Regions from separate parts of the Mus musculus genome. Here all the other regions are linked to region 2. The links are chromatin contacts, called in public Hi-C and HiCAR-type maps. All regions are on one chromosome and are shown on one strand. The core of a region is the stretch at or near the end of the contact, and the rest is flanking DNA. Distances in the headings are between cores, read along the strand shown.

Region 1 (2,700 bases), core at 23-2,522, 380 kb after region 2:
TTCTCACATATATAGAAAGTTTATCTTGCAAGGCAAGGAAGCTACCGTGCCTCCTCACATTGTCCAGCGGCAGCTATCAATACATGCAAGAAAAGCCATGTGAAATACAGACAGGATTCTGCTTTTAAAATGACCCAGGCAGAAAAGAATCATTTTGTAAGCCACAGGTAGGCATTAATGTGCAAGGTTACAGTAAATGTAAACTGCAAGATAGATAGAAGGGTGGGGTTTTTTCTTCATATTAACATTAAGCATGCTTTTATTATGAGGAATATGTGAATAATGAAACAAAGTTCTTAGGCTATTTTCAAAAGAACCTTCCTTATAATAAATACCATTTAGAATACTATTTAAAAATAGGGAGGTTAGGGAAATACAACAGCAGCATTATCTGAAGATTTTTCAAATCAGAATGCAAACACTGCTAAACTGAGGCTCACTTCCCAGCTAAACTTTACCCCCTCCCTGTATTGCTACATATGATTTAAAATGACTGCATCTATTTCTCTGAGAAAGCAAGCACAACTCATGTCATAAGATTCACTTACCTAGTCACTCTGAGGTTAACGGTGGTGCTGGGGGTCACAGACCAATCTGAACTTAAAGGTCAGGTATCTCTTAGGTAAGCCGGTCCTCTTTAGTCACCCAAAGAATGCATTTTCAGGCATGAATTAAAGGCAATCCATCCTCTCTATTTCCCATTTCAAAACACAGCCAAGAAGCAGTCTCCCACCCTTCCAGAGAGAAACACAGCAGACACACATAAGAAATATGCTTTGGACCTGTCTTCAGAATTCAAAGCAAGAAGCAATGCTGGTCCTGTGGAAATCCGGACCCTGGTAGCAGAATCATGTTGAACTTATTTTTAGCATTTTCTTAGATCCTTCTATGAAATTTCCTGGCTGATTACGCCTCCTCCACACATGAGTTCACTTACACAGTGTTTGCTACGGCAGTAGAGGTGACTTGGCTAGGCTCTGAGGATCACAAACAGAAACAGCATACTGAAGCTTAAAGCCCACTCCACCAGCAGAAGCATCAGCATCGTCCACAGTATGTTGACTGAATCCCTCCTCACACACCAGAAGATTCTAACTGTGGATGTGAAGCAAAGGCGCAACTTTAACTGGGGTTTGGCATCGCTGTGAGCAGTTTGCAGACTGCTGATTCGGAGCTCATCCTGCCGGCAGCCGGGAATTCCTCAGCACCACGGACAGCGCCAACAACTGGCTTCTGAGCCCAGCTTGGTCGAAACCCCCAGCTGCTTCCGCGGACCAGGCTGTAGTGTTGTCTAAGGCAGTCACTTGATACAGCTGATGAGAGCGAGCATGGGGTGTGTGTCGGGAGGGGGGAGTTTCTGCATGCAAGATACTTATTTGCATTTAAATCACAATAAAAATTAGAAAGATGTTAATTTTATCTAATGCATTCTTGCATGGGCTGCAGAGATGAAAGTTCCAGGGACTTGCCTTTAGATTTAAGCCATCTGCAGTCGTTGGTTATTACTAATATATAAAGCACACTCATTGTCAAAGAATCTGTGAAACTGTATGCTTTCTGACTCTATTTGGCCCTCTGGATATAGAAAGATTTTCCTTGTGCTATACATAATTCAACTTTGGGTCTTCTGCAGCTTGGGTTTGATTTAAAAAAAAAAAAAAAGTAGCCGCGTTTTCCTGCAGTTTGTTCTCTAACGTTAAAAATCAATGTCTTGTAATTCATCTAGTCTGTCATTAGGCGTCATTGTAAAGCTGTTTCTTCCAACCTCCTAGCAAGGATGCCCTGTCTCTAAATTCATAACCGGATGAGAAAGTGAAAGATTCTGGGTGAAAAAAAAACACACACACAGAAAAATGAACAAAAAGTTATAATTTTTATTTGAGATAGTATGGTCCATATATTATTCACCCAAAGCTTGTTTTAAAACAAATATTTTATTTATTGGTCATTTTAACCAGTTACTTGCTGGCATTTGAGCAGACTATATGAAACATTTTTAAGCCTTAGAGGGAATGCCCTTTGCATCAGGGTGTGCTATTGCTGATCAGATCCACAACCGAATGGTGCCGTCAGAGCCTCCAGAATACAGATTTTCCCCCAGGTGGGAAAACACCACACTGTGCACTTCACTCTCGTGGCCCACCAGTTTGTGAATTTGCCCCGATTTAAGATCCAGCAAATGGATAATCCCGTTGGCACTCGCCTGAGCTAAAACTCGACCTGGAAAAGAGGGAAATGGAGGTTTATCTCAAGCAGTCACAGTATGTAAACAATACAACATTTTATCCTGTTTCGGTTGTGATTCAAGAGACTCATTTTTATGCTTGGCTCTCATTAAATATGAACTAACTTCAATCTATAAAAAATAATTTGAGCCATAAGATACATTTAGGATAAAAGCTCTACTTGCTTAACATTCAGAAGTTATTATATGCCCCAACATTCTCCTTATATTTATGATTGACAGATCATTTTGAGTTGAGATTGAGAGCAACTAAAGAAGACAACTATTTTGTAAATGAATATGTTAAAATAATTTAAAGCAATAGTTATCTAAATGGAAAATAGGACATATGCTTCAAGTAGATATATCTATAGGTATTTATCCTAGAAAATGTAAAATGTATTTACCTTCTTTAAACATATTTATTATAATTCTGCTAAATCATTGTATAAATCTGTAACAGTTGAGATATTTAT
Region 2 (2,700 bases), core at 54-2,553:
AAGAAATAGCTTTAGAGTTTTATTTGTTTGTTTGTTTGTTTATTTATTTGAGATAGGGTTTGTCTTGACTGTCTCAGAACTCTGTTGACTAGGCTGGCTTTGAACTCAGAGATCCACCTGCTCTTCCCCCCCCCTCCCCCCATTTCCATGCCTCTAGTGCTGGGATTAAAGGACCTTCCAGGCCTTTCCACCTTTAGAGTTTAATCAGGGTAGTGCCAAGACTAATTTTGTGTTTGGTAATGTCTTGTATATCTTTAGTGAGGCCTAAGGATGGGAGGCAATCTAGGCAGATGTGTGGATTCCAGTAAGAAGGAACAACTTTAAGGTAAACAGAGGCAGCTGGGGCGGTTAAGCAGAGACAGAGAAATAAAAGGGGATATGCAAGAATGTGTTCATAGGTTGGAAGCTGTGGAGAGGGCGGGCTGTGCTTGCCCAGTGTTAATATTCAGATCCGCAGGAGGGTCTATGGATTTGGCTGGTAGAATACTTCTAGCATAAAGGAGGCTCTAAACTCAGTTCAGCACCATGTAAGCTGGGCGTGGTGGTGCATATCTGTAATCCCCTATCGCGCAGAGGTGGAGGATCGCAAACTGAGAAGTTCAAGGTCACCCTTAGCTTCACAGTTTAAGCTAGGTTGGCAAACAGACGCCGTTTCAAAAAAAAAAAAAAAAAAAAAATCCCCGGGGAGGGTAGACCCTCTAGCAAACAAAAACGTTTTATGCAGTTTATCATATTTTAAAAGCACACCAGAACTTCTAAGAGATGCCCTTGGTCGGATATTTACAGCTAGTTAAAAAGTGAAATTGAAACTTAGTATTTAGCGGATTCTTATATCCTACAGCAAGGAGAAAAAGAGAACTTTCTTATATAAAGGGTAGTACTTTTATTGTCATGGGAAAAGCTTGTCCAAGTTCAACAGTAGCTTGAATGCCACTCTTTGTAGATGGCTTCAGCGGCAAGCTCCTGAGGCTATGGGAGGGTTAGAATCCAACTTCTAGGTAAGCACAGTTTCAGTAAACTGAGAGGGGGTGGGAATGAAACCCATGGGGAGCCCCGCCTCTTTGAAGGCGTGGCCTGAGGCCCCGCCGCTCAGTTTCCCGCTCAGGAAGTTTGAGCGCGCTATACCCCGCCTCCTAGGGCCACAGGCCTAGGTGACTTCTCCCCACGCCTCCTCAACCCCGCGCCTTGGCACTTTGGTTTCCGCGGTCCGCCCTACACCTCCTGAGGGCGTGGCCTCTCAAGCCTCGCCTCTCCATTTCCGGAACTTGGACCGCATTACTAAAGCCCCGCCCTCAGGCCTTGAGGGCGTGGCCTAAAGCCGGGTCCTTCCATCTCTGAGTTTTACCGCGTTTCAGCCTCCGAGCCGGAGGCGTCCGACCAATTCAGAGACTCCGCACGCAGCAGGATCCGGCGGTGACCAGCGGGGTGCGGCGCTAGAGCAAACCTGACCTCCCCTCCTCTGTGGGAATGCCACGCCGGCCGCCGAGGGTCTGCTCTGGGAACCAGCCTGCTCCCGTGCCCGCCATGGAGCCGGCTACCGACGGGCTTTGGGCCCACAGCCGCGCGGCGCTTGCCCGCCTGGAGAAGCTGCTGCGCTGCTCCCGCTGGTAAGGACCGGCCTGGCGACCTAGTGTCGTCTGTCCCTCCGTGTCCCACTCCTGAGTTTTCTGAGTGGCTTCCCAGCCACCTGCAACGAAGATGACTCAAACGGCACTTTTCGAATTTTCGCGGGAGAACTGCCTTCGGGGCGTGGCTCAAAGCGCAGCTCGTTGGTCACTCCCCGAAGGTGACGCTCGGAGCTGAGCCGAGCTAGTGCTGCTGGGGTCCTGGAGTTCGGTCCTCTGGGAGCGTGGTCCCGTGGTTGCGTGCGGGGCACAACAGCCCCTGTGAGGCTGACCTTTTGGTCCTTTCTCTAGTAGCAGGCTCGGCGTGGGGAATGGGAGGCTAGGGACCTGGTGACCGGTAGTTTGGCGATGGCAGTTTGTTGAGCATCGCAATTTTAACTTAGTTAGATTATGGCCCTGTACCACTGATCCTCCAACATGCCCTCTCTTGGATTTTATTCAGTCTGAAATGCACTCCTAAGTGGTACTTTCTTACCTGAGGCTGTTTATCGAATACTACCAAGAAATATACTTCTTTCCCCTTTTTTCTCTTTGGCAGTAGCGAATGTTAAGCCTTCAGTCTTTACTACAAATACAGTGTTAACTGCAACTTTTTTTTTTTTTTTTAAAGTTAACTGGCAACAAACTTTGCACTTACGTTAAATTATTCTTTTTTTTTTTTTTTTTTTTTTTTTTTTACAAACTCTTAGTATTTGAAAGAATGGCATTGTATTTCTTAGGAGAGTGGCGATTCTGTTAACATGAACACGTTCTGAGTTCTGCTTGTGTTTTCCTAAAGCATACGGATCATCCTGGGTGTAGACATACATCGGAAACTCAACTTCTAGTTGCAGTAGCAGGCCAGTGATGACGCACATGTTGGATCTCAATCTGTGGGTCGCGACCACTGGGACACACATTTAGGTCTTAGGAACGGAGACCCAGCTTAGTAGCAAAATTACAGTTATGAAGTAGCAAAGAAAAGAATGGTATGGTTTAGGGTCACCACAACGTTTGGAACTATATTGAAGGGGTTGTAGCATCAGGGAAGGTTGAGACCCAACCACTGCTTTAAATAGTTGAACCACAGTTAAAC
Region 3 (2,700 bases), core at 190-2,689, 430 kb before region 2:
TTCTGTGACTCACTCTCTTGCTACGTCCCCAGGAGGGGCATCTGCTCCTAGCTTGCTCTTCATATGCAGAAATAGAGTGTAGATGAAGCTCCAGGAAACAGTCCTGGGACTGTAGGGCTGATCCGGTCCTTCCTGGCGCTAAGGTTTGTGCTTGGATAAATAGGAACAGAGAGCTAATGGTGATGAGACACCAGCTCAGAGCTTTCAGCTGTAAAAAAATACCTATTGGCATCTTAAATCTTAGTATGCAACATTGATTTTATAGCTATGTTTTAATTTTGAGATTTTTTTTTTTGGAGAGGTTGGGAAGAGGCGTAATAAAACACACTAATTTTAAGTTGCATCTAATTTTAGAAAATTAAAATACAAAAACATGTTTCAGAAATTTAATAAAATAGTGTATACAAGTAATTCAAAAAGCCATGCTCTCTCTCTCTCTCTCTTTCTCTCTCTGTGTGTGTCTGTCAGTCTTTTAGAGAATGCAGTTCTTGGACGAGAGTCTACATGCTTATGCCTTTGATCTTGTGTCTTCCTAACTATTCCTCTTCTTTGCCCACTTTGAAATGCACTCAGCTTCTAATGCATTTCCTTAAGGCCAGACAATGCTCAGTTGAAATGTCAGAGAAAAGTTTACCAGATAGTTTCTAACACATTAGCAAAGCTAGAAGAGCATCCAGAGTTTTCCTTTCTTTTTCAAATGATTTAGAATCTTTTCTTTTTAATTAAAAAGAGGGTCAAGTTCAATTTTAGGTGAAATAGTAATGGTGATGAGGAGAAGGGGCCTTGGACCATCTCTCAGTAATACAGTGGGGTGGATGTATACGCCACTCTCACAATGAGTCAGCTCTTTCTTGCCCTGTATATTTCCATGTGCCAATGATGACCAGGCAGTTTTCAATCGGGGGAGTATGACTGTTGTGACCAGCATTTTTGAAAGGCTGAGAAATGGTGGGCTAATATTAAAATGAAGGAAATGGATTAGATCTAAAAGGTTTATTCATTCAACAAGCATTTTAGGACATCTACTATGTATCTTACATTAAATTACTTCTGAGAACATTAAGATAAGAGGGAGATAGAGTTCGGGCAGAAACAAAGCAGAGCGAGTAAGAAAACCCTTTCCCAAAATATCTGTTAGGACAGAGTCAACATTATGCAAAGTGGATGTCAGTTGCTTGTCAAAAAGAGTTTTTCTTCTGTCTTCCTTATACAGACACACCGTGGTGAGACACCTTTTTGTTTTTTTTAAACAAATGTTGCATTATTGGTTCACTTGATAACTATGAAATGATTACTCAGAAAACCATGGAAATCAATAAAACTGGGTTTATGAAATCAATAAAACTGGGTTTGTGGGGCAAGCAACACCAAACAGTGCCAAGTGGTGGTCACTGTGTAGTACCTGGTGTTTGTGTAGTTCTGCCTCACTGGAACACTGTCCATTAGTGTAAACAGTAATGCAGAAGTGATGAGGTGGCCCAGGGTCTCATTTACTCTGCCCCTCTCTTGGATCAGTAGCTCAGGAAGTGCCAGGTACAACTCTGTGAACAGAACTACAGGTTGGTCCCAGTGATCGTAAACTGGTTTCCAGCCAACAACCATGAAGGCAAGCTTGGAAACAGATTTCATTCTTATTCCATTCATCAGGTGAGGGCATCATAGATATTTTTCTATTTGTGATCTCTTTTTGCCTGAAAAATTCTTATGTAATTTTGGGTTAATAGTTATATAAAATAGCTGCACATGTCAACATTTACTATGATCAGTCAATTAAAACAGTTCTTTGGTATATGAGTAATTTGTTGAAGGTAAAAGAAAGTTTACTAATCAGAAGAATTCATTTGTTCTTATGTAAAAAGTTAAACCTTGGCTGAATATTTGATATAGCAGAATATGTAAAGAACAAAGCAAAAAAGAAAATCCTTTCCAAAAATATTTATAAGCTAAAGACAAGTCCAACATTATACAAAATGAAAGCATCTTAAATGTCTTTCAGAGTTGATCAGTAGTTTGGTTTTATAGTTGCTATGACTGAGAATTTTATTTTACATAAAAGCATAGCACAAAATGTCAGAAGTCTGTTTCAGGTCATTTGAGGAAATGAAATTCTGCTCTAATCCCTAGCTGAAATTAACAAAACTTTAAACAAGATTCATAGCAGTTTTAGAAAAGGCACCATTCTACTATAGCATAATCTGAAGATGGACGAATTTGATTGGAGGACCGATAGCAGGAAGCTATAATTCCCATAGTTACGCCATCATGTTTCCACGAGAGGAGAAAACTGCGTGTGTACCGTAGCCACTGTACCTAAGACCGTCCGATAGTCCTGACTCTGAGCCCATGTGCTCCATCTGTTAGCACTGCATGGCATGACAGCATGCACAGTGCAAGGCACACACACGTTAGGACTTCAGGATCGAGGCTGGGGTGAGGTTGTATGGTACAACGCAGGACAGCAACACCAGAAATGCCTTACACCCATTACATATTTGATCCTGAGCTAATTTTTGGTGTTGCATGCCCAGAAACCGTTTACTACTGCCAAAGTTTCCATGCCCCTAAATAGGAGGTTATACAACTCGTACTGGGCTTTGAGCCATGGTCTAATAAGCTGTCTTTTAGGTGAGCTCAGTCTCTGCTGACAGTTCTCACTACAACCTCAGGAAGTCCCTTCAGCCAGGTCCTTAGGTAAGCTTC

What was found. A called contact is a pair of places that touch in the nucleus more often than the background predicts. HiCAR-type assays count read pairs that join an accessible place to other places.
Region 1: a contact with region 2 is called in a Hi-C map of cerebral cortex, with 2.5 times the contacts expected there. The contact joins the promoter of Vwc2l here to the promoter of Bard1 in region 2. A contact is called at or near these places in 3 of 39 promoter capture datasets (cranial neural crest, hippocampal neurons and liver) and 1 of 484 Hi-C or Micro-C datasets (cerebral cortex).
Region 3: a HiCAR-type map of embryonic stem cells shows a contact between it and region 2, with 6 times the contacts expected there. The contact joins the enhancer-like site here to the promoter of Bard1 in region 2. A contact is called at or near these places in 6 of 39 promoter capture datasets (cranial neural crest, embryonic stem cells, epiblast stem cells and 2 more), 3 of 484 Hi-C or Micro-C datasets (the AML12 cell line, embryonic stem cells and pancreatic cancer cells), 4 of 115 datasets of contacts at active chromatin or transcription factors (embryonic limb bud, embryonic stem cells, pancreatic cancer cells and 1 more) and 1 of 9 other capture datasets (pancreatic islet).

What each region holds. Positions count from the first base shown.
Region 1 is chr1:70,724,287-70,726,986 of GRCm38.p6, reverse strand. Vwc2l (von Willebrand factor C domain-containing protein 2-like) reads right to left here and starts at 1,272. Exons shown (of 4, transcript NM_177164.3): 1 at 549-1,272. It overlaps Spag16 (sperm associated antigen 16), which reads right to left. Exons shown (of 17, transcript NM_029160.3): 17 at 1,855-2,220. The coding sequence ends at 2,045.
Region 2 is chr1:71,101,575-71,104,274 of GRCm38.p6, reverse strand. Bard1 (BRCA1 associated RING domain 1) reads left to right here and starts at 1,303. Exons shown (of 11, transcript NM_007525.3): 1 at 1,303-1,607. The coding sequence starts at 1,468.
Region 3 is chr1:71,529,125-71,531,824 of GRCm38.p6, reverse strand. No RefSeq gene overlaps it. Among named protein-coding and RNA genes, the nearest start is that of Atic, 27 kb to the left of the region's middle. Within about 2 kb of position 1,439, at least 13 of the 459 cell types and tissues checked have an H3K27ac peak or open chromatin away from gene starts, as enhancers often do. A contact at or near this core is called in the AML12 cell line, embryonic stem cells and epiblast stem cells, where this site is marked.